Linked DNA regions of Pan troglodytes: region 1 is linked to region 2. A link is a contact called in public HiChIP or PLAC-seq data. All regions are on one chromosome and are shown on one strand. Each heading gives the region's core, a stretch centred on a gene start, on an enhancer-like site or on the middle of the called end of the contact. The rest is flanking DNA. Distances are from core to core; before and after follow the strand shown. Region 1 holds the start of ACAA2 (acetyl-CoA acyltransferase 2). Region 2 holds the start of LIPG (lipase G, endothelial type).

The links. HiChIP or PLAC-seq counts read pairs in DNA pulled down with a chosen protein or histone mark.
Region 1: a contact with region 2 is called in an H3K4me3 HiChIP or PLAC-seq map of stem cell-derived excitatory neurons, with 5 times the contacts expected there. The contact joins the promoter of ACAA2 here to the promoter of LIPG in region 2. A contact is called at or near these places in 1 of 7 Hi-C or Micro-C datasets (stem cell-derived neural progenitor cells), 1 of 1 datasets of contacts at active chromatin or transcription factors (stem cell-derived excitatory neurons) and 1 of 1 other capture datasets (stem cell-derived neural stem cells).

What each region holds. Positions count from the first base shown.
Region 1 is chr17:59,882,202-59,887,498 of NHGRI_mPanTro3-v2.0_pri, forward strand. ACAA2 (acetyl-CoA acyltransferase 2) reads right to left here and starts at 1,346. Exons shown (of 10, transcript XM_512127.7): 1 at 853-1,346. The coding sequence starts at 868. It also overlaps LOC112206299 and LOC112206295.
Region 2 is chr17:59,629,616-59,634,829 of NHGRI_mPanTro3-v2.0_pri, forward strand. It overlaps LIPG (lipase G, endothelial type), which reads left to right and starts at 3,866. Exons shown (of 10, transcript XM_009433982.5): 1 at 3,866-4,899. The coding sequence starts at 4,605.

The sequences.
Region 1 (5,297 bases), core at 96-2,595, 250 kb after region 2:
CCATTACACAGACCGCCCCAAATTCGGACAGAGTGGAAATCAGATCCTGTCATTATCCCGCTTTAAATCCCTGTATTGCCTTCCACTGAATTTGGAACAAAACCCCACCTTCTTACAGAGCCCACAGGGCCCTGGAGCACCAAAATGCTTGGTTCTTAGATCCTGCCAAGCTTTTTCCTGTCTCAGGGCCTCGATATGTATTCCACCTCAATGTTTTCCGACTCGTACATCCTTAAAGTAAGATTCCATTGACTGTGCCCACTTGTTTTGAAAAGGGAGTTTATTACACAGTTGTTTTAAACAAGTTCATAACCCTAGAACTTAGGTATAGAGTGACCGCTCTAATCTAAAGCAACAGAAGGGAAATGGGAGCAGGGCAGGTCTTTCAGCAGAACACCAGCTACCATTTCTGCAGGCCTCTCCATCGATTCACCCGGGGAGCCCTGACCACCGAGGCCGAGCGGCGGGCTCCTGTGCGCAGCTGCCCCGCAGCAGGCGCCCGCGGCCTATGGCGCCGCCCCATTTTTTCTAATACTTGGATTCGAACTAGTGGGGTCACTGTTAGGCGAAGAAAGGAATGACCTCCAAGGTCACATGCAAGCAAACTTTGGTCTCAACTAAACAGGAAATTGCACCGAAATCGCTGTCGCTAGCGCCTTACAAGTAAGGGTTTTCTCCTTAACCCAAACAAGCCTTTCGGGCTGGGTTTTTATCACGTCCGCTCCAAAACCGAGGAGGTTGAGTGAACTTCACCCCACGACCCCGACTCTCCGCGGCGGCCGGAAGCGGAGGCCTGGCCTGGGGAGGGCAGGACCCCGAGGGGCGAGGAGAGGAGGAGGGGGCTGCGCTCACCTCGGAGCAGAGCCATGGCGGCGGCTGGGTCGTCGGCGGCGCGGGTCTGTGGTGTGGGGGACGCTGAGCGGCCGCTCGCAATCACCCAGATTTCAAGAGCGTGGGTGGCGCCCCGAGAGCCACGCCCCTGCCCTTTCACCTACTTCCTGGGGCTCCTTGGCGGGGTCCCAGCGTAAGATGGTCCTACCCCACGCGTAGCTGCCCGCCTCACCCCAGCCCGAGGGAGCCCAGGGGACGGGGCTCGGATAGACCACAACGCGCCTTGAGAGCGGACTCTTTCCTCACATCCTCGTTTTTAGATTTTCTCCGTTTCCAAACCGAGAGAATTTGGTTTGACACCTCTCACCCATCATATCCTAGCCCCGACAGGCGATGACTCTTCCCCTTTGTCTCCGCCAACACCCTAAACACTGGGCAGGAGCCAAGGGCTGAGGAACTTGGCGCGCGGGCGGCCGCGGCCGCCAGCTGGGGGCGGGACCGAACGTCCTGTGGGCGGGGCGCGGCGGCGGCGGCGGGATTGGCTGGGGCGGGCGGGTGCGCAGTCCGCTGGGCAGAGGCTTGGGCCGCCGAGCTGGACCCGGACCGGTTTTGGGTACTGTACTGGGGGCAGGGCAGAGAGGTGGGCGGCAGTTGGGGTGCGGTGAGTGTAGTAGGCTAGGGCGCTTTCGGGTCCCCATTGCAGCCCCCGGATGAGCCCGCAGTATTTTCCTTATATGATCAGGTCCCATTGCGGGCGGCGCCGCTTGCCCGGAGCCTGAGAGGATTATGAAAACGTGGCGAGCGAAATGGGGCCAGGGGACCTGGAGCAGGGGCGTGAGGAGAGTAGGCAGCGGGTGAGGCTGGACGGGAGGGAGGTCTAGGGAGGCCTCTGCCGCGGGCACTGTGAGTCCTGGCCGATGATGACGAGACCACTGCGCAATCTGAGTTCTGGGAACCAGGTGATGGAGTATGTTCTGAGAACAGACTGAGGCCGGGCAAGCAGGAGGCGGCCGGGGCAGGGGAGAGGCGGAGAGCCCCTCGATACCAGGGCTCGGAGGGCCGGGCTGCCTAGCGAGGGCTTCTTTTGAGTGCGTAGGGGTGGTGGGTGGCATGGACGGTTTCTCTGAGTCGTCAGCGAATGCCCCCCCTAGAATCCTGCTTTTCAAACACTTTGGTGACACTCTTGCAATGTTGGGGTGTTTTTAAATCCAAATTTGTATTATGAAAACTTTCAAACTTACAGAAAAGTGGGAAGACTTGTACAGTGGACACATATCGACCCAATTGTTAACATTTTGCTATATTGCTATCCACCTGTTCTTCCATCAAACCATCTTATCTTTTTAATGCAGACCTTAGTACTCTACACCCATGAACACATCAGCACACATTATTCATTTACAGTTCTTTTTAAGGCAAAATATCCACACAATCAAATGTACAAATCTTAGACAAGCTTCACAAATGCTCATGTATAGGCTGGGCGCCGTGGCTCACGCCTGTAATCCCAGCACTTTGGGAGGCCGAGGTGGGCGGATCACGAGGTCAGGAGATCGAGACCATCCTGGCTAACACGGTGAAACCTCATCTCTACTAAAAATACAAAACAATTAGCTGGGCGTGGTGGCGGGCGCCTGTAGTCCCAGCTGCCGGGGAGGCTGAGGCAGGAGAATGGTGTGAACCTGGGAGGCTGAGCTTGCAGTGAGCCGAGATCGCGCCACTGCACTCCAGCCTGGGTGACAGAGCAAGACTCCGTCTCAAAAAAAAAAAAAAAAAAAAAAAAAAAAGCTCATGTATAGAGTGTTCATTTTTGTACACAGTTTTCTATTCAATTTGCCTCCACATATTTAAGAAAGGTTAAGTATCACAACTTCCCACTGCAGATCACCATCAGTAGGTCTTTATAGATGTACTGTGTTTTCTCTAATTGGAAATGTCACTAATGAGTGGATTCTAACACCATTCAGTGAAAGGTTTACATATATTAAAACATGTAAATATATGAGAGAATATTGACATAGTCTCCAAGTCTCATGAAGAGGAAAGGGTACCTTTACAATGGATAAATCTTGCGGGTATTACTTCACCAAATTATGAAGTAATGGTGTCCCATCACCAATAAAGGGACAAACTGACGTCATGCGCTCCCCTTGCTACAGCAACAACACAATCTCACTTGCGTAGAATTTCTTCTGAAAACATCTGGCCTGAATCTAATTATAAGGAAACAATGAGACAAATCCACATGGAGGTACATTCCACAGAACAACTGACCCGAACTCTTTAAAAACATCAGTGTGGTGAAAAACAAAAAATGGCTAAAATAGGAATAGGGTTCACTCTGGATTGGGTACTGTCAGGAAGTAGGGACAAGTCTTTGGGTATCAGTACTATTCAGGGTTCTCCAGAGGGACAGAACTAATAGGACATATGTATATATGGAAGGGAGTTTAAGTCCAGGCCTGGTGGCTCACACCTGTAATCCCAGCACTTTGTGAGGCCGAGGCGGGTGGATCACGAGGTCAAGAGATAGAGACCAGCCTGGCCAACATGGTGAAACCCCGTCTCTTCTAAAAATACAAAAATTAGCTGGGCGTGGTGGCGTGCATCTGTAGTCCCAGCTACTTGGGAGGCTGAGGCAGGAGAATCACTTGAACCCAGGAGGCGGAGGTTGCAGTGAGCCAAGATCGTGCCACTGCACTCTAGCCTGGTGACAGAGCGAGACTCTGTGACCCCGTCTCAAAAAAAAAAAAAAAAAAAAGCAAAAGAAAGAAAGGAAGGGAGGGAGGGAAGGGAGGGAGGGGAGGGAGGGAGGGAGTTTATTAAGGAGAATTGACTCACAGGATCACAAGGTGAAGTCCCACAATAGGCCATCAGCAGGCTCAGCCAGGAATGGCTCAGTCTGGGTCCAAAAGCCTCAAAAGTAGGGAAGCCAACAGTGTAGTCTTCAGTCTGTGACCAAAGGGCGCCTGAGAGCTCCTGGCAAGCCATTGGTGTAAGTCCAAGGGTCCAAAGGCTGAAGAACCTGGAGTCTGATGTCCAAGGGCAGGAGGAATGGAAGGAGGCATCCAGCACAGGAGAAAGATGAAAGCCAGAAGACTCACCAAGCCAGCTTATCCCATCTTCTTCCACCCACTTTGTTCTAGCTGTGCTGGCAGCCAATTGCATGGTGCCCACCCACACTGAGGGTGGCTCTTCCTCTCCCAGGCCACCGACTCAAATGTTAATTTCCTCTGGCAACAACCTCACAGACCTACTCAGGAACAATACTTTACCAGCTATCTAGGCATCCTTCAATCAAGTTGACAACTAATATTAACCGTCACAGTATCATCTTATCCTGAAGGAGGGCTGATTAGAGCTAGGCTCAAGCTGCACCTGGGAAAGCAGCTACAGTCCCTCATATTACCTGGGACAGGGCATATTTGGTGTTATATGGTTTACACAGTGATCTTGTTTTTGTGCCTGGGCAAAATTACAGTCTTGTTTCATATCACTTTAGTGTAGTCACAGAGTGACCACATCTGATATTGGTGTTTTATAAGGTTGTTCATAGCAAAAGAACAACACGGCCCAACACAGAGGACCAGGCCAGCTTCTAGTATGACCCAGGCCTAGCTCTGAGTTTCAAATCAGTTCCTGGAAGTCAGTCTGCTTTTCTCTTTCTGAACTGTTATTAAGTGTATCTTGTATGAAATTTGCTTCTTTTCAAATGCGGTTTTCCTGTTGAGGCTTTGAAGCTAGGCCTAAACCTCTTTGAGAATGAGCTGAAGGCTTTCCTCAAGTGAGGGTATTCTTTGGTCAGCCACTCAAAAAGTGAATCCATCTTTAGATTGGAAGGTGGTTTCAAAAGTCAACTTTTCACTGCATAGTATACAGCAGGTCCCTACATAACATTGTTTCATTCATTGTCATTTTGACATAATGTTGGTGAGAAAAAAAGAATTGCTTCCTGGCCAGGGCCACTGTGTGTGTGGAGTTTGCAGGTTCTCCCTGTTACAGTGGGTACCTAGTCAGGCATGAGCAGGGCAGGAGAGAGCTCCCCCCTCCACACACACACCAGGAGCATCTTGTGACCATCCAGTGATGGTCAAGGCAGTTGTTAACTGTCTTTCTAAAGTAGTCATTGGTCGCAGCCAGCATCAGAGAAAGGCAGTCTCCCGATAGAAAACACATGAAACTGGTGAACAGCCACTTCCTGACAAGATCTCAGGAGTTGAGAGAAGTAACACAAGACCGCAGAAGTAGGCCAACATATAAAACCCCAAGTCAAGAGGTTAAGCCACGCTCTTGACTCTTTCAAGTCACCCACTTGGCCCTCTTCCAAGTGTACTTTCCTGCCTTTCCACTCCTATTCTAAAACTCGCCTTGGTCTCTCCTTCTGCTGTACGGCCCTCAAATTCTTTCTTCTGAGGTGGCAAGAATTGAGGCTGCAGCCTCATTCATACAGACATGGATACGTTCCA
Region 2 (5,214 bases), core at 2,616-5,115:
ACCTGTAATCCCAGTGCTTTGGGAGGCCCAGTCAGGAGGATCGTTTGCCCAGGAGTTTGAGACCAGCCTGGGCAACATAGCGAGACCCTGTCTCTACAAAAACATAAAAGAAAATAAGGTCAGGCATGGTGGCTCACGCCTGTAATTCCAACTCTTTGAGAGGCCGAGGCAGGTGGATCACCTGAGGTCAGGAGTTCGACACTAGTCTGGCTAACACAGTGAAACCCCATCTCTACTAAAAATACAAAAATTAGCTTGGTGTGGTGGTGCGTACCTGTAATCCCAGCTACTTGGGAGGCTGAGGCAGGAGACTTGCTTGAACCCTGGAGGTGGAGGTTGCAGTGAGCTGAGATCACACCACTGTACTCTAGCCTGGGGGACAGAGCAAGACTTCATCTCAATAAATAAATAAATAAATAAATAAATAAATAAATAAATAGCTGGGCATGGTGGCAGGCACTTGTAGTCTAGTAGCTTGGGAGGCTGAGGTGGGAAGATCACTTGAGCTCAGGAATTTGAGGCTGCAGTGAGGCATAATTTTGTCTCTGCACTCCAGTCTGAGTGACAGAGTGAGACGCTGTCTCAAAAAAAAAAAAAAAAAAAAAAAAAAGAAATGGAATTAGTAACCCAACATTGTGTTCCATCCCTGACTTTTTACCAACTGTGTGACCTTGAGCAAGTCAGTGAATGTGGCTGGGTCTTGGGATCATTATCTGTAAAGTGAGATGGTTGTACTAAATGATCTCTAAGGTTTATTTTAGTTTTAACATTGTAGATCTATGCTGTCCAATATGGTAGCAACCAGCTACATGTGGCTATTGAGCCCTTGAATACGGCTAGTCCGAACTGACATGTGCTGTAAGTGTAAAATACACACTGGATTTCAAAACAAAATGTAAAATATCTCAATAATTTTTTTATATTGGCAACATGTTGAAATAATATTTTGGATATGTTAGGTTAAGTAAAATATATTATTAATATTAATTTCTTTTTAAACATGTTTTTACTTATTTATTTGGGTAGAGATGAGGTCTCCTTCTGTTGCCCTGGCTGGTCTCAAATGCCTAGCCTCAAGCTATCCTTCCACTTTGGCCTCCCAAAGTGCCAGGATTACAGGCATGAGCCACCACACCCAGTCACTTAATTTTAATTTCATGTGTTTCTTTTTACCTTTATAATAGGACCGCTAGGAAACATAAAATTATATATGTGCCGCTATGGACTGAATTGGGACCCCCTCAAATTCCTATGTTGAAGCCCTAACTCCCTATGATGTATTTGGAGATGGGGCCTGTGGGAGATCATTTGGTTTAGATGAGGTTATGAGGTGAGGCACCATGATGGGATTAGAGTTGTTATTGGAAGAGACATCAGCGTTTTCTCTCTCTCTCTCTCTCTCTCTCTCTCTCTCTCTCTCTCTCTCTCTCCCTCTCCCTCTCCCTGTCTCCCTCTCCCTCTCCCTCTCTCCTCTCTCTCTCTCTGCCATATGAGGACACAGTGAGAAGGCAGCCATCTATAAGCCAGAAAGAGGGCCCTCACCAGAAACCGACTATGCTGATACCCTGATCTTGGACTTCTAGTCTCCAGAACTATGAGAAAATAAATTTCTGTTTAAAGCCACTAAGTCTATGGTATTCTGTTCTGGCAGCCCAAACTGACCAAGACATGCGGTTTGTATTATATATTTCTGTTGGACAGCATTGGTCCAGATATCTGGGAACTCCTACATACCAGCCAGCCTTCTGGCACTTGTAACTTTCTGTATTGTGTCTGTGAGAGCACAGGCATGGTCTCCAGGCCAGTGTTTCCTCCCTAGCAGCTGCTCAATAAGCTTCTGGCAATTAAGTCATTTTCTTGGTTGTAAGAATATAAACAGTCTCTGGATAATGTATGTAAAAGAGGACCTCATTAAGAGAATATTGGGTAACAACTGGAATCTGCAGGGCAGAAGAACCAGGCTTGGAGGATATACTCAGGCAGACAGCAGTGTCCCAAATCCCACTGCAGACTAGTCTGGGGGTGACTCCACTGCTGCCCCAGAGAACCAGAGCTGGCTGTCCATTGGCAGAGTGGCGTGGGTATGTGCTTCCAGCCTCATTAGCTTCCAGTTCAGAGTTCAGTTGACTGAGTTTGAATCGGGGACTCTAGCTGCAAGAGAGGCTGGGGCTGGGAAGGTGAGCAATTGCTTTTGAGCTTTTTTTAAGTGGAGAGTTGGGTCTTATCATAAGCAGAAGATTTATTCCTTTAACATTGGAAGGGTCTTTAGATGCTGGGCTGCCACATAAGGATGGAACCCTTTCCTTGTGTTGTCTGAGACCTTGAAATTTTGACTGCAACACAGCAGAAGTTCCACCAAGACTCCTCAGCTGGAACTCCTCCAGGCGAGAGGCTCTTCAGATCTCCTTGTTCTTGGGAAGGATGAAGCAGAACAGTTGACATCATACATTCTAATGCTACAATTATAATTTCATGATGTCCTTTGAAAATTCTCGCATGTTATTTTAATGTGGAGACACAGGAGGGCACTCTAACCAACTAGCAATAAAACCTAAATGGTTTCATAGCCTTGGCAGTTAAAAAATAGATGTTGATTTGTTGAACCTGTAAAACACAGGTTTTTCATTTATTTATTTATTTATTTGCAAAGGAGTTTCACTCTTGTTGCCCAGGCTGGAGTGCAATGGTGCGATCTCGGCTCACCACAACCTCCGCCTCCCAGGTTCACGCGATTCTCCTGCCTCAGCCTCCCGAGTAGCTGGGATCATAGGGATGCGCCACCACGCCCAGCTAATTTTTTGTGTATTTTTAGTAGAGATGGAGTTTCTCCATGTTGGTCAGGCTGGTCTCGAACTTCTGACCTCAGGTGATCTGCCCACCTCGGCCTCCCAAAGTGTTGGGATTACAGGTGTGAGCCACTGCGCCCGGCCGGGTTTTTCTTTTTTTCTAGGCAGGATAACTAACTTTGCAGGACTACCTTCCAACAATACCCTGCAAAATACCCTAGCTTCCGTGGGGGTATCTCACCTATAACAAAGGCTCTCAAGACACACTCTCCACATTATCCAGTTAATGTTCTAGGGACCATGGCTATGAGCAACTCAGAACAGGGAAGGAGTTTTTTTCTTCTGATGTCCAGGCTGGAGTGTAGTGGTGTGATCATGGTACATTGCAGCCCTGAACTCCTGGGCTCAAGGACTCCTTCCGCCTCAGCCTCCCAAGTATTAATAGCTTGCACTACAGGTGTACCACCTTGCCTGGCTAATTTAAAAAAATTTTTTTTGGTAGAGATGAGTGTCTACGTTGCCAGGGTTAGGGAAGAGGACTTTTGACTACAGCTTACCCCCTGCCTCAGCCACTAGACCAGGTTGCCAAGAGCTCACATTTAAAGGTCAATTGGCCAAATTGAACCTAGAGCAGAGAAGAGAGACCTGGTTGTCTTGAGACTTTCTTCAAATCTGCAGCCTGTCCCCATGACTCAGTTTTCCCATCTGTAAAATGGAGATAACATTAGACCTATGTCTGTATAGTTTCCTCATGAAGAGAGAGACAGAGTGGGAACAACATATCTGGGGGTGATATTTACCATCGCATACAGACCATTGAGTTCTATACTAAAAAACTAAAGCCCGTCTGCGTCTTGTTAATGAATGATAGCACACGGGAGGGACAAAGCGTGCTCTGCTGGCAGCTGGAGTAACAAAAGTAATGAGGCGAGGTCGGAACAGGATCTGCTGGCTCCGGCTCGGTTTCCTCACACAGGTCTCTCCAGTTGGATCCTCGACGCTAGGGAGGAAGGGGCACGGGACTGCTGTGGGGGTTTTCCCTCCCCAGGCAGGGGCAGGACCTGTTCCGGGCGACTGCAGGGTTAAGGGTATCGTCTTAAAGAGCCGGATCCTCCCGGCTGGAGCGAGGCTGGATGGCGGGGCGCAGCCTCTCAGCCTCTCGCACCCGCCCTGCGTCCGCAGTGGTTGTTGGCGCAGCCGCCCCGTCGGTGTTCCGGGCTCAGTCCCCGCTCCCCAGCGCCAGACGCAGACTCCGGGCCAAGTTCTCCCTCCGCTCGCTGCTTTCTGCCCCAGGACCCGGATCAATAAAGGGAAGGAGAGCCGGGAGGAAATGATGGAGAACAGAGAGAAAGGAGATGCTTGATTTCACTCGCCAAGGAGTGAGTGCTCATCGGCAGACACTGGGCGCTGGCCACGCGTCTTAGACTCCAAATCTCGGCTCACTGGTCCCTTTGGGGAGGTCGCCTGGTGTTCCCGTAGCCCTCCACCCCACCATAGGAGAGCGCCTGCCACGAGCTCCGCGCCTCGCTAAGTGCTTTGCTACGTGAACTCTTAGTTTTCCCAACATCCCTAAGCCGCCGATACATTATCACCCACGTACTGCGGACGAGAGAACCGCCTCGGAGAAGCTGGCTGGCTCGCTTGGAGTTTTGCAGCTAGTGGCGGAGCGAGCATTCCGAGAAGGTACTGTGCGATCCTCCAGCGCCGGCCGCAGCTCACAGCCCCTTAGCTCCGCCGGGTTATTGTGCGGCCGCGCCTTCTGCACCTGTTGCGGCCCTCGCTAGGCGGGAAGGGAGGGAGAAGAGAAGGACAAAGGGGATGACCAGGTGGCTCTCCCCCGACGGACTCCCGGCCCAGGGAGCGGATAGACCACTCCCAGAGAGTGTGTGGCTTTGCGCCTTGGAGAGGATGCTCTCCTTCTCCAGGGATCGCGTCCCCAGCGGACGCAGGGTTTCAGGGAAATGTCCGCCTCCGCCACTTGGGATGGCAGTGGGGAGAGGAGGATCTGGGTGTCCGGAGGAGGGCAGTGGGAGAAAGCTGGAGCTGCTGGAGTCGCAGCTGCCTGCGGAGCGGGCCCGGGAGGAAGCGGGGCCGAGCGTGCGGCGTCCACGCGGTGAGTGTGCAGCGCTTTCATTCAAACTTTCTCCAGTCTCGGTTCGGGCGTCAGCAAGGTGTGACCAATCAGAGCCCAGAGACGGGAATAAATTATGCAAATCACCATCTGGCGATGGGTCAGATGACTCCCATACTTTTAAAAACTACCTCTATAGGAGCGTGACAGCAGCGAGCCCTTGCCTCCCGGCGGCTCAGGACGAGGGCAGATCTGGTTCTGGGGCAAGCCGTTGACACTCGCTCCCTGCCACCGCCCGGGCTCCGTGCCGCCAAGTTTTCATTTTCCACCTTCTCTGCCTCCAGTCCCCCAGCCCCT